2 separate regions of the Macaca mulatta genome follow, and region 2 is linked to region 1. The links are chromatin contacts, called in public Micro-C maps. All regions are on one chromosome and are shown on one strand. The core of a region is the stretch at or near the end of the contact, and the rest is flanking DNA. Distances in the headings are between cores, read along the strand shown.

Region 1 (6,794 bases), core at 1,196-3,695:
CCATGTATTCCAGGCTTTGGTTCTATCAGTTTTGATCTTTAGGGTTTGACCTCAAATGTGCCCATTTCAGTAAGATCTTGTAGTTCTACTGCTTCCGTCCTTGGCCTCCAGCCCCCAGTCCCATCCACTAGCATTTCCAGTGAGTTTTCATGGCATGTATTATTATCTGAAATTCTATTTTGTCATGGCGGTGATTTACCTGTGTTTGTGACTCACCTCTGCAATAAATTCCATAATGGGCAGGGTCCTTATCTATCTTGTTCATGATTGTAAAACCAGTGTCTATTACAGCACCTGGTTACGGTAAACAGTAAACACAATGACTGAATCTCTTCGTATTACCAGAACGGTGCTTGACTCATGATACATGTTCATTAGCACTTAATCTCTCTCATTGGTACAGTCATATGTCACTTAATGTTTCAGTTAACAAGAGACCACATATCCAACAGTTATCTTATATGATTATAATAGAGCTGAAAAGTTCTATTGCCTAGTGATGTTGTAGCCATCTTATTTTCATAAAACACATTACTCATGTGTTTGAGGTGATGCTGGTGTAAATGAATCTGCTGCACTGCCAGTCACATAAAAGTACAGCACACATGACCAGGCGCAGTGGCTCACACTATAATCCCAGCACTTTGGGAGGCCAAGGTGAGCAGATGACCTGAGGTCAGGAGTTAAGACCAGCCTAATCAACATGTCAAAACCTTGTCTCTACTAAAAATACAAAAATTAGCTGGGTGTGGTGGTGGGTGCCTATAATCCCAGCTACTTGGGAGGCTGAGGCAGGAAAACCGCTTGAACCTGGGAGGTGGAGGTTGCAATGAACTGAGATCATGCCACCGAACTCCAGCCCTGGTGACAGAGTGAGACTGAGTCTCCAAAAAAAAAAAAAAAAGTATAGCATACACAGTTATGTACAGTGCATAATACTTGATCATGATCACAGACTATGTTACTGGCTTATTTATTTACTATACTTTTATCGTTTAGAATGTACTCCTTTTTTTTTTTTTTTTAAGTTAATTGTAAAACAACCTCAGGCAGGTTCTTCAAAAAGTATCCAGAAGAAAGCATTGTTATCATAAAAGATGACAACTCCATGCATGTAGTTGCCCTTGAAGACCCTCCAATGGGACAAAATGGAGGCGAAGACAATGATATCGACTCTCCAGATGCTGTGTAGGCCTAGGCTAATGTGTGTTTGTGTCTTAGTTTTTAACAAAAAAAGTTTAAAAAGTAAATTAAAAATTAAAAAAATAGAAAAAAAACTTACAGATTAAGGATATAAAGAAAATATTTGTGTGCAGCTGTACAATGTGTTTAAGTCTTATTACAAAAGAGTCTTAAAAAGTTTTTAAACATTTTAAAAAGTTAAAAAGTTACAGTAAGCTAAGGTTAACTATGAAAGAATTTTAAAAAGTAAATTCAATGTAGCTTAGGTATACAGAGTTTATGAAGTCTACAAGAGTGTACAGTGATGTCCCAGACCTTTACATTCTCACTGTTCACTCACAGACTCACCCAGAGCAACTGCCAGTACTGCAAGCTCCATTCATGAGAATGCCTTACACAGGTGTACCATTATCTTTTATACTGTATTTCTATTGTACCTTTTCTATGTCTAGATATGCTTATACAAATACTTACCATTGTGTTATAATTTCTACAGTATTCAGTACAATAACATATAGCATGGGTTTGTAGCCAGGAGTAATGAGCTATGGCTTATAGCATTAGTATGTAGTAGGTTATGCTTCTAGGTTTCTATGATGTTCACTCAAGGACCAAATTGCCTAATGAGGCATCTCTCTCATAAGGTGTCCCTACAGTTAAGCAATGTCTGCATGACTATTTATCATGGGCAAGGATAATAAACCTGAACTTATTGATGGTCACTTTATTTATGGTTACCGTAGCTCTCTGTGCATGTGTTATAAATTTCTAGAGGTGCTTTCCTAGGGGTAACAGCCACGCCCGCTATATGGATTAAAACAAGGGCAAGATTTCGGAAATGTTGCATTTGGGCCAGACAAATCAACTGTTCTTGCAGCAGCAGCAGAAGCAACAGAGGGAAACGCAGACAGCGGCGAAGGCGCCTGAGGGCGACCACGTGGACCACTGCCAGAGCACGCTAGGTCAGCCCAGAGGTCCTCTCCCGCCTCTTCCCAAGGGCATCTTCCGCATCCGGTTAGGGGTCGCCATCGCGAGACGCCACGCGTTCGCAGGGATCGGGGCCCAATCAGGAGCGAGCTGTGGCCTTACGCCTGCGCAGAGGGGAGACGCGAGCGCCGCGTGGACGCTGACCTCGGTCCGCGCCTGCGCCTTGGTTTCTTCCAGGCGATTGGTTCCCATCTCTGAGGGGGACGCCTCACTTCAGTTTTCACTTTCTTTTTTTGCCCCCTCTCCCCTTTTCTTTTCCTTTGGCCGCGAGGTTTTACTTCCGGTGGCTAGCGCCGGTCAGCGAGAAAGTCGACATGTTCTCGCAGGCTGCCGGGCGTCCCGGGGTTGCCTCTCGCCTGAGACCCTGACGGGAGACAGAGCGCGGACAGGCGTGGCGTCCCTGTCAGCGCCCGCGGCGAGGACCCCGGGGCCGGGGCGGACGGCGTGCCCCTGAGGGGGCTCCCTGCGGGAGCGCGGAGCCGGCGACTGGTGCTTCCCACGTGCGCAGGTGTCGCGAGGGCCGGGGAGGACGCAGAGCACGGCCGGGAGAAGCATGGGAAGGAGGCCAAGCCGGGATCTCAGGTCCTCGGGGGCGGCGGCCAAGCCAAGCACGGGTAAGTCCCTCCCCGGCCTGGGCGCCCGGGAACCCTGCGAGGAGGACGGCGGTCTCCGAGGCTGAGCGCTCGGGCAGCTGCCGGGGCTTGGCTGCGAGGGTCGGCGCGTTCTCCTCATCTTTTGCGGCGCTCCAGGTGAGGGGGTGGGAGGGGTCGGCGCCTTCTAGATGAGTCGACCTTCTGTCCTGCGCTACAACTTGTGGCCGCGCTCGGTGTCGGCGGCAGAGAGGTCGTAACCCTGTCGTCTTGCCCCTTTTTGAGGCGTTTCGTTTGCGTCGGCTGTCGGGGGACAGCTTCGTCCTCAGGGATATGATGATAAGTTCTTGGCTGAAGTTTCGGTCTTCGGGTTTGCACCGGCTGGGAAATCATTTCCTGCGGGTTCTTCATGGCAATGCGCCACTTTTTCTTTAGAGGGTAAAACAGGTCTCTCCGTAGGGAGGGTCATTTTAGCAGCAAACCCCAGCCGTGCAGGAGCGTTAGGAGAACTTGGTCCGAGCAGCCCAGAAGTTTGTCTGAAGGCGGCGCCAGGCAGCGTTTCGTGGGAGAACTGGGTTGATGACTCTGAAATTTTGAGGAAGATTACTTTGGGAATTCTCCAGTTTCTCTTAATCGCTTACTCTTCCTTATTCTCCCTGTAAGGTAAAATTAGAGTAGTAAAGTTTATGAAAGTGTATCCAAAACTTAAATATGTGGCATACAACTGTATGCTATTATTGGAATAGCTTTCGCGATCCGAGAGTCTACAGTGTTCCCTGAATAAAACTAGGGGTGAGCCTGGCGGTAATCCTGCCTAGGAGGTTTGTAACAAAGCAGTGTCCCCTAATGGGGCAAGAATACCCTTGTGTTGAAAAACTGCCTTATAGGAATGGCTGGCTGTATGCAGTATGTCCAGTACTGTACATCAATAAATAACTAAGCCAGGCCAGAAAAAGGGTGACAGAAAGTCCACAGTTACTTTAAGGAAGACAAAGACGGTATATTCGAAATTTTGTGTATACAGAACATTTGCCCAAATGTAACTAATTTTCTTTAAAGGGAGGTTATAAGCATCTCCTGTGGTCCAAACATAGTTGTTAAAATGGGTTAAAATCGGTGAAGTGCCTAAGAACTTGACTGAGACATGGTGTTTGTTAAATACAGTATATCTATTTAGTAAAAATAGATCGATACGGCATGTATTTATCAAGTGAATCTTCTTCTATTGGTAGACATTCAAGTTATTTTCAAGATATCCCTATAACTGACAATACTGCAGTGATTATCTCTTGCCGTTATAGACAGTGCTTCAGGTGGTCATGATAGTATTTCTGTAGAATTGATTCTTTATGCGAGTGCTGGATAATAATGTTGCTAAATTGCCCTGAAATGATTGTACCTTTTTGTGTTCACTTGCTCAAAAGATGTGTTTTTATTCCATGCTAGCCAGCACTGGATGATAATGGTATTTTTAAAATATCTTAGCCACCTAGTAATTGAAAGTAGCATTCTGTTTTAATTTTTATCTTCCTTGGCGAATACAAAAGTTAAGTCTTTTTAGCCAGGTCATATCATTTGCTGATGTTTTTATTGGGTCTGAGCTCTCTTTTCTTTCGCCCATGTAACTGTTGCCATAGAATTTAATTATCATAGTTTTATAATATATTTTGGTACTTTCTTTTGAAAAAGAGCTTTGGGTTTTGTTTTTTGTTTTTTGTTTTTTTTGCATTTTTTTTTTCCAGAAGAAATTATAACTTTTTAAGTCCTATAGAAAATCTTGGGATATTGTTTGTGATGGTGTTGAATTTATAATTTGAAGAGACATTCATTTGAGTTTTTCTTTCTAGGAGAATATATGCATCTCCCTTTTTCTTCTTTAAAAATTTTTATTGTGAAATATGCCGTTAATATGTACTGACAAAGTGTATCTGTAATAAATATGCTTTTTTGTCAGTACATATTAATGGCATCTTTCATAACAAAAATTAATAAAAGCCTAATTTAAAAGCTTTAGAAACTTTAGTTAGTTTAGAAACCTTTTGTGTGTTTCTACCCCAAGAGGAATGCGTTCCCTGCCCCCCATTACAATGGCCATTATTAATTTTGTGTTAATTATTCCCTTGCCTTTTTAAACAGTTTTATCACCTATATGGGTATCCTTAACTATCATTGTTTACTGTTACCTGTTTTTGAACTTTAAATAAAGTCATATTCTGTATTCTATGAGTTGCTTTTGTTAAGCATTGTGTTTCTGAGATTCACTCATGTTAAAGCACGTGCCTATAGTTTAGCAATTTAGAAACTTTATTCCCAGGACCCCTTTACACTTTTAAGAACCATTGAGGGGGCCAGGCATGGTGGCTCACGCGTGTAATCCCAGCACTTTGGGAGGCCAAGGGAGGCGGATCACTTGAGGTCAGGAGTTAGAGACCAGCCAGGCCAACATGGTGAAACACCATCTCTACTAAAAATACAAAAATTAGCTGGACGTGGTGGTGGCAGGTGCCAGTAGTCCCAGCTACTCGGGAGGCTGAGACAAGAAAATCACTTGAACCTGGGAGACAGGTTGCAGTGAGCCAAGGCTGTGCCACTCTACTGCTTGACATAGTGAGACTCCGTCTCAGAAAACCACTGAAGATCCCAAAGATCTTTTGTTTATTGGATTATATCAATTGATAATTACCATATTAGATATTAAAACTGATCAACTTGAAATGTATGTTTATTTATTGATACCTTTAAATATAATAACCCATTACATCTTAACATATTTTATCCCCCCAAAATTAGTGATAAGAATGGGATTTTTGTACATTTTTGCAAATATGCTGAATGTCACCTTTAATGACTAGAGTCTCATCTGCTTTTGTATTCATTGTGTTGCCATGTATTATTTTAGTTGAAGTACATGAAGAAAATCCAGCCTCATTCAGCTGAGTAGTTAGAAAAGAGACAAATGTTTTAATCTTTTCAGATGATTATGTTCTTTTTTGATACTTATCAAAACCTAACAGTTTTGTGTTTTTGTTTCTGTTTTGTTTTTTAGGACAGTGTCTTGCTCTGTTGTCCAGGCTAGAGTGCAGTGATGAGATCGTAGCTCACTACAGCCTTCAATTCCTGGGCTCAGACAATCCTGCCTCAGCCTCCTGAGTAACTAGGACTACAGGCACACACTACCAGGCCCAGCTAATTTTTAATTTTTTTTTTTTTTTTTGTAGAGACGGAGTCTTGCTATGTTGCCCAAGCTAGTCTTGAACTGCGGGCCTCTAGCAGTCAGTCCTGCCTCAGCCTGCCAAAGCACTGGGACTGTAACATCCAGCCCCTAACAATTTGTTAAACGTTAGCTGCAGTATAGAATTGGAAATCGTATGAATGAACTTCTCATGCTCTAACATTAAAATCCAGTGGCCTGCCTTGCACTTTCAAGGGCTCTTTTACCTACACATGGGTCACTTGGAAAATATTGGTTCACTGAATTATGCAGCTCTTTCACATGATGACACATTTCATTATATAATTTCAGAAAATTGGTTGGTTGTGTGGGCTCATGCCTGTGATCCTAGCACTTTGGGAAGTCGAGCTGGGAGGATTGCTTGAGCCAGGTTTGAGACCAGCCTGGGCAACATGATGGGACCCCATCTATACAAAAAAAAAAAAACAAAAAAAATTAACTGAGCGTGGTAGCACACACCTGTGGTCCCAGCTACTTGGGAGGCCGAGGTGGGAGGATTGCTTGAGCCCAGGAGGTTGATACTGCAGTGAGCCATGATCGTGCCACTGCACTCCATCCTGGGTGACAGAGCAAGACCCTGTCTCCTTTAAAAAGTACAACCTTTGGAATGGCTTTTATTGAAGATCTATTGATGATGAACACTCAGTTTTTGTTCACCTGAAAATGTCTTTATTTTGCAGCCATTCTTGAACGATGTTTTTGCTGAATACAAAAGTTGGCAATTGTTTTCTTTCAGCATGATGAAGCTCTTATTCTTCTGTCTTTTGGCTTTCATTATTGCTCTTGAAAAGTCACCTATCTGT
Region 2 (6,794 bases), core at 1,178-3,677, 130 kb after region 1:
GAAAATTAATTTAACTCCAGACACTCAAAAGTTAATTCTGAGTGCTAACTTTGGTTTTCTCTTCTTCTAATTTTTAGTCATCTAATTCCTGGTAACACTAAAAATAAGGATATAAGATTTCTCATTATCAAAATCATCCTGTCATCACTACTCCTATCAAGGATGGTAATAATGTGATTCTTCTGAATTGATATAATTATCAAAGAACATCTCAGAAAACTTAGGCAGGCTAACAGAGATTAAAGTTATCACAGCTACAAAATGACAGCAGAAATTGGTCTGATTTCTAGTTAAGTATGCATCTACCATTTATCAAAAAGTTCACAATCCAAATGAAAATTTAAACGAAGTGCATTATCTTAACTTGTTATATAAAAAGACTGTTTCACCATCTTTGATACAAAGTGATGTGAATGGGGCTTGTGGAAGCCTGCATGATGGTGGATTTGCACTCACTCGTCCATGCTCAACTGACCTCGATTGTGAGCAAATCTGAAAGACCAGCAACAACCATAGAAAAACGGTGGAACTAACCGGCTCTAACAACACGCTGGCAGCAGCACTACCCATTCCAACGGGCAAAATCCACCACAAACTACTAAGCGCAGTTTGGAATCCCAATTAGGCACTTAAAAAAAAAAGCACAAAACCTGCAGTGGGTAGGGCCTATTCATTTAGGCATCCAACAGCCTTCCAGCTTTTCAAAGACATTGACAGGATTATTCCTGAATTTGTCAAACATAACAAAGTATTCTGAATGAATATTCTCTAATAATTGCATATAACTATAAACAGAAAAATGACAGGCCAGAAAAACACCATTCTAAGTCTTAACAAACCTTTCCTAAAAAATTAGCCAAATAAAAGTTCAAAGGTTTTTTCTTGACTAGAGACATTTAAAAGTGTTATTTTGGGACGTTACCTGTAAAAAAAAAAAAAAAAAAAAACATTAGTTTGAACCTGACAGATTATAATAAATTTCAAAAAATTTGAAGTGGAAGTCTACATTAAATGACACAGGAATTTAAAGTCAGAGTACATAGGATACACAAGATTTACATCAGTATTCATCTTAATTATGATCAAGCAGCCCAAAGTTAGAATTTCAAAGTTCCCAAAAATCGATAGTTAAAATGGTTTTCTCCAAATTCTTTTGCAAGATGAAGTCTTCATAAAAAAAAAAAAAAAAAAAAAAAAAAAAAACAGAAAAAGTACAAACTACAGAACCTGCCTGCATTATCTACAGTTAACCTAAAGCTCTCTAAGCAGACACATAACCAGGAAAATCAATATACCATGGTATTAGGTACACCTTGCATTCATATATATACTACAATGCATTCTTCATGTTGTTACTGATTTATCTTCCAACTCCCTGAAGAAAGCTTCGGAGTACAGAGAACTTGGCCTTTAGCAATCCATCACCAATCCAATTCTTAGGGGAAAAGAGTCCAGAAGAGACAAAGGAGGCAGGGAACCCACCAAACAAAAGGAAAAGGCGGCGAAGGTCAGGTGCGAAAGCATTTGATAGACAAGTTTTGAAAAAACTCAATTCCAATTCTACAGATGCTCGGTAAGTGGGAAGGGAGGGTGGCTAAAAAGATTCAATAATACTTCTTATTAGCAGGGGGGAGAAAGGATTAAAAGCCTAATTTCTGCCTTTTCTCCAAAAATATAAGTTAATCAAGCCCTAGCAGTTCCGAAGCAGTGATTATCCAAGACTTGTCAGGAAACCCCGTGCTCGGCTTTGGCAGCCAGACAGACCCGGGGAAGCGGCCGAGGCGGAATAGGAAATGCAACCGCGAGGCCTGCACCGTCCCCTCCGCCTCGGGTGCTAGTTTCCAACCCGGAGAGGTCACTGGCCCAAAGTGGGGAGCGGGAGCCTCGGCCCGGGCCGCCTTCTCCCTCCACTCCGCTTCCGCAAGGGGGAAGCGCAGCGGCCGGGCTCCGCCGTTACCCCGCCCGGAGCCTCGCGGCCCGCATCTCCATTTCCCCGCCTGCCCCTCACACTGGGAGTCGCCCGATCGTCCCGGGACGCGGGGCGCCCCCAAACCCGCCCGTGCCCCCAGCCACGACTCCCGTCCCGAAAACCACGGCTGACTGCAGAACGAAACCCCCCAGGAGCTGCGACCCGCGGGCCGTGCAGGAGCCGGGGATGCGCCCGCCCCGGCTGCTCAACCCCGGCCCCTCAGCCCCGGCGCCCACCGTCAGGCCAGTGCCCAGCACGATCACGTCGTACTCCTCATTCATGGCGGGGCAGTGGCGGACGCAGAACCAGAGAAAGGAAAAGGCGCAGGGGCTCGGTGACCACCCTACGAGGCTGGGAGGCGCTCTCGGGCGCGAAGGAAACGGGAAGAGAGGAGAGGAAAATGGAGCTGGCGACAAGGCGAGACCTGCCGCCACCTCAGACGGGAAGCGAAGAACCGGGCGGGGAGAAAAGGGGAGGGGGCAGGGAGGGGAGGGCGGTGACTGAGCCTCCGCAGCCGGGGCGGGGCCTGCAGGCGCCGGGAGGGCCGCCAATCAGGCGCTTCCGGCACTCTAATTGGTTTTGTCCCCGTCACTCGCCCAACTTTTTTTCTTCCCCGCCTCTCGCGAGAGGAAAAGGGAGGGGCGTCGCCATTTTGGCTTCCGGTTCCCTTTGCGGTTTCTGCCACCGGGGTCTGGGAGGCGGCGCGTGGACCGGGGTGGAGGCGCACGGGACCGCGGGAGGGGAGTACTGCCGGCCACCACGGTTCTGACTCCCGCCGTCGGGGCGGGAGCTCGCTCGGTCCAAGGTCCCAGAGCCGGACCGCCGTCCTTGGACTTTGAGCGGGTGCTTGCGGCGGCCACGTGGGCGAGGAACGTGGGTCCGGCCGCCTCTCGCGGGTAGCGGCCTTGGTTCCTCCCGCGGGGCTGGGCTCGCCGGGGCCCGGAGCCCGCCGGGAAGAGTTCGGAAATCACACGTGTCCTGTTTCCCGCTCTGTGCCTTCCCTGTTTGGTGCGTTGCCGGTGGGCGCTTTAGGAAAGTGGTAGGAGGAAAAGCGGCTTCTTTTGCTAAAAGGAACCCTTAACGGAGATGAAAGTGAAGGCCAGGTTTCATTGGGAAGCCGATCCGCACTTACCCAGGGCTATAACTTAAAGCCACTGTAAACGTGGTAGCTGATCCTTGGATGCAAAGGTTTAGGCCCTAAGCTTAGAAACTGTACCTTGCTTGCCTTTTAACCCCCTCCTCTTTTTCTAGAATTCTCTTAGGAATCTCTAACTTCATTGAGGACACGGGTGTAAGCAGAAGCTGTGTTCTCAGCTCCAAGAGGCAAATCCCACGAAAGCCTAGGCAGGTGAATTTCCTAAAGGCGATGACAGTTGGAAAACCTGTGTTTTCAGCACGTGATAAATCTGCATAGTCAGCAGACAATGAAGATTTGGCATTCAAGAACTACTCAAATACTTCTCGGTAATAGCTATCATGAGCCTGCCTTGATAGACCGAACTTGCTCATATTTAAATCATCAAGATTGAGGAGAGAATGTAACAACTTTTAAAAATGTTTCTTAACCCGTAAATACTTGGAGAAGATGTGTTATATTGGACCATGGACCTTTTGCAAGGGGAGGGGAGAAGAAAGCAAAAGTAAAGTTTAAATTTATATTCAACCTTAATTTGATTGTGTATATTTGTCACCAAATAAATTAGTGCAAAGTTGACCATACAACTGATTATGCAACAGTGAGTGTAACTGACTTTTCTTTTGGCTAAGCTAATGATGACTAAAGAAAGTCCTTCTGTTGCTCTGTCTTCAAGTCATCAGGGGGTCATACTATACACTACCTGTATTTTTGGACCAATATGAAATACCTTTTTTTTTTTTTTTCCCCTGAGACGATCTCGCCCTGTCGTCCAGGCTGGAGTGCAGCAGTGCAATCATGCCTCACTGCAGCCTTGATCTCCTGGGCTGAAGCCATCCTCCCACCTCAGTCTCCCGAGTAGCAGGGACAAGAGGTACAGGCCACCACACCTGCCTACTGACCCTTTTTTTTTTAATTAGCAATAACAATAAAGAGCTTTTATCACAATTGCCATCAGCCTCTGACTGTTGAAGAGAAATTTAAGGATGTCAACTGAATTATGTTAACCATATTTCAGGTGAAGACTGTTTCATCAATACTCAGAGTTCTGAGAAACTTAAAGACACTGAGATAAGGGAAGTCAATTTAAGGCTAATAAGGATCCCTTCCTTACTTAACACTGAAGTTCATTTTAGTTGGCAGTATAGAACCTATGGCCCAACAGAAGGACAACAATCAAACCTGGACTGAGCCTTAACGGACTGAGTGCATCTAAAATGCTGTACTTGGGCCACACACAGTGGTTCACGCCTGTAATCCCAACACTTCGGGAGGCTGAGATGGGAGGATCACTTGGGGCCAGGAGTTCAAAACCAACCTGTGGTGTACAGCGTAGGTAACAAACTGAGACACCGTCCCTATAAATTAGCTGGAGGTTGGGCACGATGGCTCACGCCTGTAATCCCAGCACTTTGGGAGGCCGAGGCAGGCGGATCACAAGGTCAGGAGTTTGGAGTTTGAGACCAGCCTGGCCAATATGGTGAAACCCCATCTCTACTGAAAATACAAAAATTAGCTGGTCGTGGTGGCACGTGCCTGTAGTCCCAGCTATTCGGGAAGCTGAGGCAGAAGAATTGCTTGAACCAGGGAAACAGAGGCTGCAGTGAGCCAAGATCCCGCCACGCCACTCAACGCCTGAGCAACAGAGTGAGACTCCGTCTCAAAAAAAAAAAAGGGGCAGTCTGGGCGCGGTGGCTCACGCTTGTAATCCCAGCACTTTGGGAGACTGAGGCAGGTGAATCACAAGGTCAGGAGTTCAAGACCAACCTGTCGAAGATGAAACCCTGTCTCTACTAAAACTACAAAAATTAGTCGGGAGTGGTGTCAGGCGTCTGTAATCCCAGCTACTCGGGAGTCTGAGGCAGAGAATTGCTTGAACCCAGGAGGCAGAGGTTGCAGTGAGCCAAGATGGTGCCACTGCACTCCAACTTGGGTGACAAAGCGAGACTCTGTCTCAAAAAAAAAAAAAAAGCTGGGCATGGTGGCAGGAGCCTGCAGTCCTAGCTACTCAGGAGGCTGACCTGGGAGGATCCCTTGAGCCCAGGAAGGTCAAGGCTACAGTCAACCATGATGATGCTACTGCCCTCCAGCCTGGGCAACAGAGCAAAACCCTGTCTCAGAAAAAGAAAATTCTGTGCTTTTTATTGGATCTTCCACCCCACCCATTCCAGTTGCAAGGGGACTTGTAGACGACAAATACTGCTTAAGGTGAAGAGACTTGAAAGCCACTAATTGGTTCAGTGGATCTCATGCCACAGAAGGTAGTTCCTGCTAGAGTGAAACCTTAGGTTTAGGGGAAGTAGGTTGGTTGGTGAAGATGAGTGGAAAACATCAATATTTTTAATTTTATTTTTTGGTGCCAAAACCCAAGATCAAACCAGGACACCATCAATCTTTAAAATATTTCAAATCTTAAAATTAGCCAGGTGTGGCGGCACATTCCTGTAGTCCCAGCTACTCAGGAGACTGAGGCGGGAGAATCACTGGAACCCGGGAGACTGAGGTTGCAGTGAGCCAAGACCGCACCACTGCCCTCCAGACTGGGTGACAGAGCCAGACTCTGTCTCAAAAAAATAAAATATTTCAAATCTTTATGCAAAGCAGGAATCGATGGAGTGTTATTTATACTTGGGTACATGGGAATAATTGTTTGCTGATCTGTTTTTACTAATCATCCATCTGCACTTTGAAAAGGAGAGATTTAATCTAAGGAAAGAAAATGAGAGCAAACTTCAGCCCAGACCATCTTTCTGTCTCCTGGATCACCGTGGCAGTTTCTCAACAGGTTTTTTTTTCCTCTTCTCCTATCTGTTCTGTCCATTTTCTTCTCAAAACACTCATCAGATCACGTTCAGACTTCTGTATATCTTTTATACTTAGAATATATTGTAGATCGTAGCCGGGCATGGTGGCTCACGCCTGTAATCCCAGCACTTTAGGAGGCTGAGGCAGATCACCTGAGGTCAGGAGTTTGAGACCAGCCTGACCAATATGGTGAAACCCCGTCTCTACTAAAAATACAAAAATTAGCCTGGTATGGTGGTACACATCTGTAATTCTAGCTACTCAGGAGCTGAAGCAGGAGAATGCTGGAACCTGGGAGGCGGAGGTTGCAGTGAGCCAAGATGGCGCCACTGCACTCCAGCCTGGGGGACAGAGTAAGACTCCATCTCAAAAAAAAAAAAAAAAAAGGGGGATACATTGCAAATCCTTAAATACGACCTAATACCTTAATCTAGCCTCTGTATGTCTCTCCAACTCTATTTTGTAGTGCTCCTTGGCTCCATGATCATTAAACCCCAAACATGCTTGTGTTTCGGGTTTCGGTTCCTAGAATCTAGTCAAGCCTTTAACCACCCGAGGGCCTTTGTACTCTTGCTTCCATGGCTACCACTCCTCACTTCCCCCTGCACCTCTTCATACAGCTAACTTTTCCCACTTCCTTAGGTTTCAGCTTTCCCCTCAACCATCATTCTCTGTCAGTACCCTGCTTTTTTCTCACTGCTTTTATTAGAGGGGTAATTATTTTCTTCACTTGTTCTTTGCTTGCCAAATTGGATGTAAACTCCATAGGGGCAGGGATATTAAGCCTGGACACCCAGTAAAGGGCTGAGCAAGTAGTGGAGGATGAGTAAATATTTGACAAATGAATAGGGGGCTTGGAAGTTGAGCCCCAGATCAACAAGGACT

The links. A called contact is a pair of places that touch in the nucleus more often than the background predicts.
Region 2: a Micro-C map of CD4 T cells shows a contact between it and region 1, with 5 times the contacts expected there. The contact joins the promoter of GDI2 here to the promoter of TASOR2 in region 1. A contact is called at or near these places in 2 of 14 Hi-C or Micro-C datasets (CD4 T cells and cortical neurons).

What each region holds. Positions count from the first base shown.
Region 1 is chr9:7,242,732-7,249,525 of T2T-MMU8v2.0, forward strand. It overlaps TASOR2 (transcription activation suppressor family member 2), which reads left to right and starts at 2,446. Exons shown (of 24, transcript XM_077945678.1): 1 at 2,446-2,783.
Region 2 is chr9:7,371,912-7,378,705 of T2T-MMU8v2.0, forward strand. GDI2 (GDP dissociation inhibitor 2) reads right to left here and starts at 2,428. Exons shown (of 11, transcript NM_001258168.1): 1 at 2,206-2,428. The coding sequence starts at 2,250. It overlaps LOC107000022 (a long non-coding RNA gene), which reads left to right and starts at 2,618. Exons shown (of 2, transcript XR_001446964.3): 1 at 2,618-2,977; 2 at 3,221-3,703.